2 separate regions of the Salvelinus alpinus genome follow, and region 1 is linked to region 2. The links are chromatin contacts, called in public Hi-C maps. All regions are on one chromosome and are shown on one strand. The core of a region is the stretch at or near the end of the contact, and the rest is flanking DNA. Distances in the headings are between cores, read along the strand shown. Region 1 holds the start of LOC139537784 (glucocorticoid receptor). Region 2 holds the start of LOC139537783 (rho GTPase-activating protein 26-like).

Region 1 (6,234 bases), core at 1,406-3,905, 250 kb after region 2:
TATTTGGTCCCACATTCATAGCATGCAATGACTACATCGAGCTTGTAACGCCACAAATGTTTATTTTGGTTGTGTTTCAGATTATTTATTTTGTGCCTAATAAAAATGAATGGAAAATAATGTACTGTCATTTTTATTGTAAATAAGAATATGTTTCTAACCATTTTTACATTAGTGTAGGATGCTACCCTGATTACGGATAATCCTAAATGAATCATGAATAATGATGAGTGAGAAAGTTAGACGCACAAATATCATACCCCCAAGACATGCTAACCTCTCACCATTACAATTACAGAAAAGGTTTGCATTTTTCTCAGGTATGATATTTTTGTTTCTATCTTTCTCACTCATAATTATTCATGATTCATTCAGTATTATCTTTGATCATGGTAGCATCCACATTAATATAGAAGTGTTTAGAAACATTTATTCTTATGTACAATAAAAGTGACTCCAAAAAGACAATACATTATTTACCATTAATTTCTAATTGGGCACAAAATTATCTAAAACAACCAAAACAAACAGCAAATTCATTCAACAAATGTGTTGTCACAAGCTTGAAGTAGTCATAGCGAACTAGGAATATGGTACCAAATATTTAACTTCTTATTACTTTAATAAACATTTAAGTAAATGTGTCACAATACTTTTTGTCCCCTAAAATGGACCATGTACAAAAAGTGCTGTAATTTCTAAACGGTTCACACGATATGGATGAGTTCGCACTTTAACCTCATAGTCATTGTTTGATTTCAACTCCAAACCTTGAGTAATGAGCCAAATAAAGATTTTTTTAAATGCTTCGCTGTATCTGTAATAATTACGGAGGGCACTGTATTTATACATAACAGCTAGTATGTTGTTCTCGGGATTTGATGTTCGCTTATTTAATGTTTATATTTAATCTGAAAACGTTACCTTGAACTATACATCGTCGTTCACTTCAATCATTATTTTTTATACCAGTGGCACATCCTATTTTATGTCCATAGCCGTTATTCTTGATTGATCTTAGAATCTCACATTCTACATAAAACAAAAAATCAGAATACAAGTGTAACTTAGCTACAAATAAAATGGAGCGCTCTAGCTTTAACATTTATCTGGCCGTCTGTGATTGGGCGCAAAAACGGTTTAGTGTATCACAGTAATGTCCAGCTGTACTAGCTAAACGAAAGCGCCGCAGTGGTGCAACCTGTTGGCTGCGACCGGCAATTGCATCAAGTCAAACAGGAGAAAGTGATTATCATACCTTAATTAAAAACAAAAGTATGTCTATTAAGCTTAGCTAGTATGGCTAATGAAATCCTCAATGGGCTCAGGGGTCGACAGTGATAATGCTCTAACAGCACTGAGTCGCCTAATTTTACACTGATATGGTGGGCGTCGAACTACAGAAGCCATAGCACAGGGATCACACTACCTTATAGCTAAACCATTCCACAATCAAATATATGCTAAACTTATGCTGTAACGTTATACACAGGATGCATGGCTAGCAGATGTAACTAGTTTAATAATCCAAGATAGCTTTTAAAATACAACAAATAAGATGCAATCAAAGGACACATTTGATTACATGACTAGCTAATGTTACCTGTATCAAAAATTGGAGTTTCCCAAGCTAGTTCATCTCCAGTTTGTTGGAATTATGAGATCTATGGTTTCCAAACAGTCTTCAAAGCCAATATTTATCGTGCAACGTAAGCTGAATGGCTTTCTACTTTCCTCGCGAGACGAAAATATAGCGAACGTTAGCTAGTTAAAAAGCCTTGACATAGCCATCTCGTGCGCTGTTATTCCCCTGATCACTTAATCTAACAAATCTAAATATCTGGGGGTGTCAAACGTTAAAAGAAAGTAGCTGCCGTCAAATTAGCCATGTACTGTACGTTTGCTAGCAATGCACCGAATTCAGCTTGCTAGCTAGATGTAAATCAGACATTAAGCACAAGAAAACATGAATTCGCTATAAAATTCAAGAAGGATATCAGCATTGACATTACCAAAAGCTTGCTATGATGCAGTACAATAACGTTATAACAATCATTAACCGTTACATAATATCATAGTTAGCTACATATTAGCTTGTGCACATACATGTAGCAAACTGAGGCCGGGCAGCTAGTTTGACACTTCAGGGTAAACGCCCCTCTAAAGACAAACAGGACTGAACTCGAAAAATCTGTCAAAAACACGGCTGCGCACGTCGGCTTGACTATCGAATCAATTTAGAGATAATAAACTTATCAAGTAAACAAGCAAACTTGAAAATAAAATAAAAAACACGTTTTTAAAGTTCGTTCGATTACTTGCAACGTTACCTCGCTTTCACAAGTTTCGCCAAACTCGCCCACACAATGGCAGCTAGCTAACGTTACGTAACTACCTTTCAAAACGTTAACTTTTTTAACGTTTGTCAATACTTGTTAGTTATAACACACGACTGAGTAAAAAAAAAAAAAGAGACCACAACAAAGTATAAAATGTTATTTACGAATGACAACCCATTGCGAAGACTGTGCCTTACCAACAAGTACGAAAAAAAGTACAAACGAAGCGCGTGCCACTGAATTAAAATACAAGGAAACTTTCTAGACTACGTCCTCGACGCGCGTTTCACGCGACACTGCAGTATGTGAAGGCAGCTAACTAAATACAAACTAAAAACGCGGTCAAGAGACATTTCAGTTAGTCACGATTTTGCGAACTTCAAGCCAAAGCACGGCAAATTGTGCCTGACGTGCAGAATTTCAATGGCGCAGCACAGTCCGTAGATAGACGGAAGAAAGGCACGTTGACAGCCACCGACCTCTCTGGAAATAAACACATATGACAGCTGGCTCTGGAACGCCGTTTCCCTTCGCTCTGCTCTCAGAAAGAGTATCTACATATCTGGGGGAAAAAATGTATCCGATTCGGTGAAATACAATATTCGATAAACGCGATGTCTTCATTAAAACATAATATAATTGCGAGACTTTGAACCGCCCGTAAAAAGAAAACGGACTAATTTACTAAGAACAAACATGCGCAGAGAGAGGCTCTCATGTATGCCAATGATTCATAACACTGAAGTGAAAAGCAGGCATCTTCGCGTCTATAAAGTAACAATAATCCAATTAATTAGTATGTAGGTTGATGAATGCAATGACTGTCTTCCATTAATATTTCAACTTTGAGGAACTTGTCTAGATTAGCCTAATTATATAAAATAACAGTACATTTAACTATACATGTACAGTAACATGCTTGATAGGCAAAGGTTTGTATGGCTGTGTTTAAACAGGCAGCCCAATTCTTACATTATTTTTACTAATTGGTCTTTTGACCAATCAGATCAGCTCTGAAAAAGATCTAATGTAAAAATATCTGATGTGATTGTTCAGAAGACCAATGAATGGGAAAAAAAATATCAGAATTGGGCTGCCTGTCTAAATGTAATCAGCGTGTCACAGCCCAATTCTAATATTTTGTCCCTAATTGCTGTCTTGACTAATCAAAACAGATATTTTCCAAATAATTGGGCAAAGATCAGAATTGTACTGCCTACACCCTACTAAAAGGCCTTCATTTTAATGACAATAGTAACGATGGTTACTTCATTTATAAAGTGCTCATACATGGTAGACTACTCTGTTAGTGCATGGAAACTCATATTAACCATTTGTAATATTGAAAGCTTGTGGATTATGCATCTTGGCAATTAATTGACTAATTTCTGGATCTAGTCTGAGGAAGTTTTTACTTAATTAGTAATCGACACACCACAGTCATTTAGGCCTACTGTAGGTGGAACTGTATCACCATAAAGACCTGTGGTCAACAGTATTGGAAATGTTGGCAGCTGTGCTGTGACCTCTCAACAACTTGAAATTAGTCATACTAAAATATGTTTATCAAAATAAACTACTCATAATTTCCCACAACACGTACTTTAAAAAGGCTGAATGAGGTCCCAAAGGGCTAAAGATGAACTGCATCATTCAGGATACATATACTAAGTGTACAAAACATTAGGAACACCTAATCTTTCCAGGACATCAGTTGAAGCAAGGTGAAAGCTCTTATTCATGTCACTTGTTATATCCATTTCAATTAGTGAAGATGAAGGGGAGGAGACGGGTTGAAGTTTTTGTGCTTTTTTACTGCTTTTCACAGATGGATCCAAGGACCCAGATAGTGGGCGCACAGAAGCAGGCGTTTACGTTCCTGAATTTGATTATCAGATATGTAGAAGACTAACAGATGAACTGTCAGTATACTCAGTTGAACTGTTATCGATAATAGTTGCCCTCCAGTGGGTGGAGGACATACAACCTGTTAGAATTAGAACCTGTTAGAAGTATTCTCTGTCTGTATTGAATAGTTTATCATCTGGTAAATCTAATAGGAGGTATTAATGTTATTATGGAGAATTGAGAGAATGTGTGTAGTAGTGAGATTCTGCTGGGTCCTAGCACATTCAGGTGTGGAAGGGAATGAAATTGTAGACCAGTTAGCTAAAAGAGCTTTGAAACGAGATATAATTGATATTAATGTTCCACTGGGTAGAGGTGAAGACAAATATAAGATCGGAGCCATTTTGATCATGTGTAGCAGAAGCGATGGGACTCTGAGCACAACGGCCGGCATTTTATATGCCCTCCAAAGAAAGGTCGGTGGACCAAGATTAAAGGGCCAGATTAGGAAGGAAGAGGTGGTGTTTGCTCGATTGCACTTAGGACATTGTACATTGAACTCGTCATTACCTCTGGTTGGCAAGCATGTGAGTGGTTTGTGTCTGGAGTGCATGGTCGATGAAACGGTGGAGCATGTGTTATTATATTGTTGTAAGTATGTTAAAGAGAGGGAAAGATTGAAGTGTAGGGTCATTGAGGTTGGATGGGGTTTGGAAGGGATTTTGGGGAATGGGAAGGATCTATTAGAAGTTATTAGGGCTCTTTTTTATTTTCTCAGAAGTACTGAGTTAGGATTTCAAAATGTTGTAAACTGTGATTGACAACACACTCCAGCACAGTAGGTGGTGGCATGCACCTTTAACGTTAGTTTGTGGGCCGCCATTATATCATAAAAGAAGAAGACGAAGCCATGGATTGTGTATGTGTGACATTCAGGAGGTGAATGGGCAAAACAAAAGATTTAAGTGCCTTTGAACGGGATATGGTAGTATGTGCCAGGCGCACTGGTTTGAGTGTATCAAGAACTGTAACGCTGCTGGGTTTTTCAAGCTCAACAGTTTCCCATGTGTATCAAGAATAGTCTACAACCATAAGGACATCCAGCCAGCATCCCTGTGGAACACTTTCGACACCCTTGTAGAGTCCATGCCTCGACGAGTCTAGGCTGTTCTGAATGAAAAAGGGGGCGCAGCTCAATATTAGGAAGGTATTCCTGTTTTGTACACATGCCAAGGTTATCTGTTTGGCTGCGTTTAGACAGGTAGCCCAATTCTGATCTTTTTCACTAATTGGTATTTTGACCAATCAGAACCGCTCTGAAAAAGATCTGATGTGATTGGTCAATAGAAACAAAGTCTTACAAAGCATCGGGTTCTACAGCTGTTTGAGGGATGTAAGCGGGGTGGTGCGCCAGGGACGTGGGTTCAGGGTGTAGGAGAGAGATGAGGCAGACGCAGGGCTCCATGCAAACAATTTGATTAGGGTTGACGGGTGTGTCATGGGCATGTGGATGGCTCATTTAGATGGAGTAATGGCTTGGGAGAGGCAGGAGCATGCGCACACACTGTCCTAAAGCAGACAGGAAACACTCTGCTTTTGAAGTGGAACTGACAGCGTTGAAACTACTTGGCAGCTATTTATTTAATATTTTATTTAACCTTTATTTTACTAGGCAAGTCAGTTAAGAACAAATTCTTATTTACAATGACGGCCTACCAAAAGGCATCCTGCGGGGACGAGGGCTGGGATAAAAAAATATAGGACAAAACACACATCACGACAAGAGAGATCTAAGACACCAACATGGCATGGTAGCAACACAACACGACAACAACATGGTAGCTATGAATCAAACACAATCCTAGTCAGTCAAATATCAAAATCCCAGATTATTCTACAAAACTAGCTTCATACAAGGTTTAAAAAATAGGTTCCATTTGACTCAAAATTCCATGATATGCAGTAAGGCATTGTTGGCAGAATAGATGGATGCAGTTCAATGCATGTTTAATATAATTCACCAATGCATATCTTGGTAGTCCAACAA
Region 2 (5,645 bases), core at 2,073-4,572:
AATCATACAATGATGGAAAGACCTGTGTGTTGTCCTTGTTAATGCAGACAGAGAAGAGCTCCAACTTCTTAATCATAGTCTCAATGTTGTCCCACACATTGAATATAGTTGCAGAGAGTCCCTGTAATCCTAAATTCAGATCATTCAGCCGAGAAAAAACATCACCCAGATAGGCCAGTCGTGTGAGAAACTCGTCATCATGCAAGCAGTCAGACAAGTGAAAATTATGGTCAGTAAAGAAAACTTTAAGCTCGTCTCTCAATTCAAAAAAACGTGTCAATACTTTGCCCCTTGATAACCAGTGCACTTCTGTATGTTGTAAAAGTGTTTCATGGTCGCTGCCCATATCATTGCATAGTGCAGAAAATACACAAGAGTTCAGGGGCCTTGCTTTAACAAAGTTAACAATTTTCACTGTAGTGTCCAAAATGTCTTTCAAGCTGTCGGGCATTCCCTTGGCAGCAAGAGCCTCTCGGTGGATGCTGCAGTGTACCCAAGTGTCCTCGGGAGCAACGCCCCTTACCACTCCACTATGTCTCCCTGTCATGGCTTTTGCGCCATCAGTACAGATACCAACACATCTTGACCACCAAAGTCCATTTGATGTCACAAAGCTGTCCAGTACTTTAAAAATATCCTCTCCTGTGGTCCTGGTTTCCAATGGTTTGCAGAAGAGGATGTCTTCCTTTATTGAACCCCCATAAAAGTAACAGACATATACCAGGAGCTGTGCCAGGCCTGCCACGTCTGTTGACTTATCCAGCTGTAACGCATATAATTCACTGGCTTGTTTTGAAACAAAGCAGTAATTGTTTCAAAACATCTCCTGCCATGTCACTGATGCGTTGTGAAAAATTGTTGTTTGATGAAGTCATTGTCTGTATAGTTTTAATGGCCTTTTCCCCCAGCATTGTCCCAGCCATATCCGCGGCAGCAGGAAGAATGAAGTCCTCCACAATAGTATGGGGCTTGTCTTATCCACTCGGTAGCTCACCATATAAGACGCTTCTAGCCCCTTCTTATTAATGGTATCTGTTGCTTTTATACATGTCTTACTACTCGAAAGTCGTCTTAATTCTCGCTCAAAAAACTTGAATGGCTTATTTTTCAAATTGGCATGTTTGTTTCTAAATGTCTGCGCAAGAGTGAAGGTTTCATCGAGTTGTGAGATAATGCTTTTGCACATATAACACACTGTGGCTGAGGAAAGGCACTACTCCCAATATAAGTGAACCCCAAATCAATGTAGTTCTCATCATATTTGCGCCTCTTCTGTGGTCCAACGTCCCTGTCTGTTGTTCAGTGCTTTCCCGGGTAAGGGAGAATTAGCTCTTCGGCTGCATCAGATTCACAAGTGTCCATGCTAGCTGGGCAAACAACAAATGTAGAATTACTGATGCTAGCATTGGATGTGCTCATGGAAGCAGAACAACTTGTGTCGTCGACAGCTGTAGTACTGCTGGTAGTAGCAGATCTACCAGTAGAGCTGGTATGTGTCTCTATGGACACGGGCCTTACTTTTTTAACCATTCATCCATTTTCAAGCAAACTGAATGAGCAGCAGCTACATTTGGCTACATACGGACCGTTAATGGAATTCCCGCGAGAGAGTAACAGTTAATGTGATTGGATGTTCATTAGGTGATGATTTAATAAGCGCATTTGCGAAAAAAGCACTGTCGTTGCACCTATGTACCTAACCATAAATATCAATGCCTTTCTTAAAATCAATACACAAGTATATATTTTTAAACCTGCATATTTAGTTAAAAGAAATTCATGTTAGCAGGCAATATTAACTAGGGAAATTTACTCACTTCTCTTGCATTCTGTGCAAGCAGAGTCAGGGTATATGCAGCAGTTTGGGCCGCCTGGCTCGTTGCGAACTGTGTGAAGACCATTTCTTCCTAACAAAGATTGTAATTAATTTGCCAGAATTTTACATAATTATGACATAACATTGAAGGTTGTGCAATGTAACAGCAATATTTAGACTTATGGATGCCACCCGTTCGATAAAATACAGAACGGTTCCGTATTTCACTGAAAGAATAAACGTTTTGTTTTCGAAATGATAGTTTCCGGATTCGACCATATTAATGACCTAAGGCTCGTATTTCTGTGTGTTTATTATATTATAGTTAAGTCTATGATTTGATATTTGATAGAGCAGTCTGACTGAGCGGTGGTAAGCAGCTGCAGGCTCATAAGCATTCATTCAAACAGCACTTTCCTGCGTTTGCCAGCAGCTCTTCGCAATGCTTGAAGCACAGCGCTGTTTATGACTTCAAGCCTATCAACTACCGAGATTAGGCTGGCAATACTATAGTGCCTATAAGAACATCCAATAGTCAAAGGTATATGAAATGCAAATGTTATAGAGAGAAATAGTCCTAAAATTTCTATAATAACTACAACCTAAAACTTCTTAACTGGGAATATTGAAGTGTCATGTTAAAAGGAACCACCAGCTTTCATACGTTCTCATGTTCTGAGCAAGGAACTTAAATGTTAGCTTTTTTACATGGCACATATTGCACTTTTACTTTCTTCTCCAACACTGTGTTTTTTCATTATTTAAACCAGATTGAACATGTTTCATCATTTATTTGAGACTAAATAGATGTTCATTTATCTATTATATTAAGTTAAAATAAAAGTGTTCATTCAGTATTGTTGTAATTGTGATTATTACACATATATATATAAATATATATATATAAATCATCTGATTAATTGGTATCGGCTTTTTTGGTCCTAAAATAATCGGCATCGGTATCGGAGTTGAAAAATCTAAATTCGTCGACCTCTAACACACACACACACACACACACACACACCCTTTCTTTCTTTCTTTCTCTCTCTCTCGCTCTCTCTCTCTCTATAGTGCAATACTTACTTACTTATAAGTAGTTTCTAAACTATTAATTTGTTTATAGCTAGTTTAAAGTTGTCATAAACAGTCACATTGTTTGAAATTATGGATAACATTTTCATTTGCAACTATGCAGAGTACATAAAGGCTTGTGATGTGTGTAATTACCTAACAATTGCTCTCCCAATGGACAACAGTTGAAGATTTAACAACAAGTTGTCGCTTTTCTTATCCTAGCCTTAGCAGGTTGATGTAAAAAAAAAAAAAAAAAAAAAACGAAATTCCCCGCTCTTTAAAGTGACATCACTGCGTTTTTGACCAACCAACCCTTCCTTTATGCACCCATCTCCCGCAACTGTAGTGCGCCTTCCCTTCTCGGACTGTTTTGGTACTGAGCAATGCTATTGGTCTAGAGCTGCATCCATCATAGGATTATCTGTTTCGGGGTAGGTTGGTACGATGGAACGAACACCAACGCTTGAGAGACAGCTCTGCATTTAAAACGCCCAGAGAAGAATCAGCAACTACCGTACCTCGTTTTTTCTTTCATTTTCCTCCTATTTTCCTTACCAGTACGGCGTTGTCATGACGAATGCACAGGTTGCCTGGCATCGTTGACTGCCAATAAGTGAATATTCTTTCAGTACTTCCCTCCTATACAAGCACAGTTTTTTTCGCGTGCGATTTTTTGGGGGATACCGTTTGGATCCTAGGCTAAAATAAACCAGATCCACGTTGCCCGCCTGCATGTTGTCAGCAAGATTATTGCGTTGGCTATGTAGTGTAATGTAGACAGGTATCTGCATAGTGTTAATCTCTGTGTTCCGCTACCTTCTTAAGTGGATTGCACATCACCAGTCAACGATTTCTTCCTCCTCCGACCTCGGGTGCTGTGGACTCAGAGGAAACATGGGACTGCCTGCTCTGGAGTTTAGTGATTGCTATCTGGACAGTCCACAGTTCCGAGACAGATTAAAGTCTCACGAACTGGAACTGGACAAGACCAACAAATTCATCAAAGAACTAATCAAAGATGGGAAGGCGCTCATCCAAGCATTGAAAAGTAAGATCATCCATTTGCTATCTTGTGTTGTGATGATGACTGCTCTTCTGTGCCCAGCTAAATTCCCAAACAACTATGAATGAAGACATTGCCCTATCATAGAGCCCTATGTGATAGATTTCTAATCTTCTTAAAGATGATTTTAGATTTAAAGTAGCCTATATTGTGTATATATAAAGTATGAATGGTAACGTATAACGTTTCCATAATTGCCTGATCTTTTCATGCATAATTAGTTGGTTAGGACTTAGCCTAGTCATTGAACATCATCAGATAGAGGGCAGTAGAACTCTTGACAGGTGCATGCTGGTTGAACATGGAATTTGGAACAATGTATCATTAAGCCTCAAGCTAAAGTCCATGTTCACCAATCACCAGTCTGTCAGTGTGAAGTTCAAGAGCTAGTGTTTACATTTAGCCACAGTTGTCTCATAGGGTGACACACACTGTTACTACACTACTATACACATCCCGGAAGTTTCCGCTCCACTCTAACGCATGATAGATGTTCAAAACAGGCCAGTAAACAGATAGTCCATGCTGTTCTGCACAGTGCCCAGTCAGCTGCCATTAACGGTCTGGATCATTCTGCTTTTGTCTGTCAGGGACATCTAGAAATCAAACTGAATGACCCGTAGTGACCGACAGTCCCAGGTCAGAGGAGAACTGGGGTTAGGGATAGTCAGCTGTTGTAGGTACAGTTGGCTGTGTAGCTGCTGTGTTTTAATTGTATGTTACATGTGTATTACCCTGTGTGGCTCAGTTGGTAGAGTTTGGCGTTGTGTGTTTGACTCCCACGAGGGACCAGTACAAATACAATATGAAAATGTATGAACTCACTACTTACTGTAAGTCGCTCTGGACAAGATCGCACCACTTTTCACATTATTTCAAAGCTTTCCACTTTTGTGCGAATTAAATCCAGAATTAACCTTCTGGGCAAGTCCCTCTGCTTTGTCCTTGTTCTGGTTGCTGGTGGCACAACAACAAGTACATGTTTGTAACCTCTCACCACAGAGAGAAAGTAAACCTTACACTACACCAGAGGCTTTAGGCGATTCTTCAACCCCACTTTACACGTCTGTTAGTGTGGCATTTACTGCTTCCCCATCCGGTTGGTTGGAGTGTGGTTCCTGTGGCCAATCCTACAGTCAGTCACAGACTTCACACAGCACCAACACTAGCAGTAGTCAACAGCCTGCCAGCCAGTCAGCCAGGCAGCCAGCCAGGAGCAAGATGGATGTTCTGTAAGCAAAGGGCAACCTGTCATTAGGGATCCAGATGAAACGTTTTACCTCCGCCCTCAAACATGATATTATTTTAATCACTCAAATTAACCAACATTTGGGTTTACTGGCGCTGTTCTGCGGATGCGGGGGCTGCATATTTTGATATCTTAATTGACATTAAAGGTTGCCACCAGTATCCCAGAGATAAAATTGAGGACCAGGTTTGTGTGAAACGAGCTGTTCTTTAGTTTACCTCATGCGATTGGTCCACCTTCTACCGTATGTCACTGTTACACTAACATAGCTAAAACACACATCGTCTAGAATGAGTTATTACAGGTGGAATATGCTTCAGGCCTCTTGAGTATTTTTATGTGAGCATTACTGAGAATCATATATATATAGATTTCCATGAGGTTTTAATTGTTTAAAAACAGACTCAACATTTCAGGGAAGAGATGGCAAATGAATGTCTCCA

The links. A called contact is a pair of places that touch in the nucleus more often than the background predicts.
Region 1: a contact with region 2 is called in a Hi-C map of muscle, with 12 times the contacts expected there. The contact joins the promoter of LOC139537784 here to the promoter of LOC139537783 in region 2. A contact is called at or near these places in 2 of 3 Hi-C or Micro-C datasets (muscle and red muscle).

What each region holds. Positions count from the first base shown.
Region 1 is chr13:46,019,028-46,025,261 of SLU_Salpinus.1, forward strand. It overlaps LOC139537784 (glucocorticoid receptor), which reads right to left and starts at 2,656. Exons shown (of 10, transcript XM_071339560.1): 1 at 2,537-2,656.
Region 2 is chr13:45,764,701-45,770,345 of SLU_Salpinus.1, forward strand. It overlaps LOC139537783 (rho GTPase-activating protein 26-like), which reads left to right and starts at 3,323. Exons shown (of 23, transcript XM_071339557.1): 1 at 3,323-3,938. The coding sequence starts at 3,785.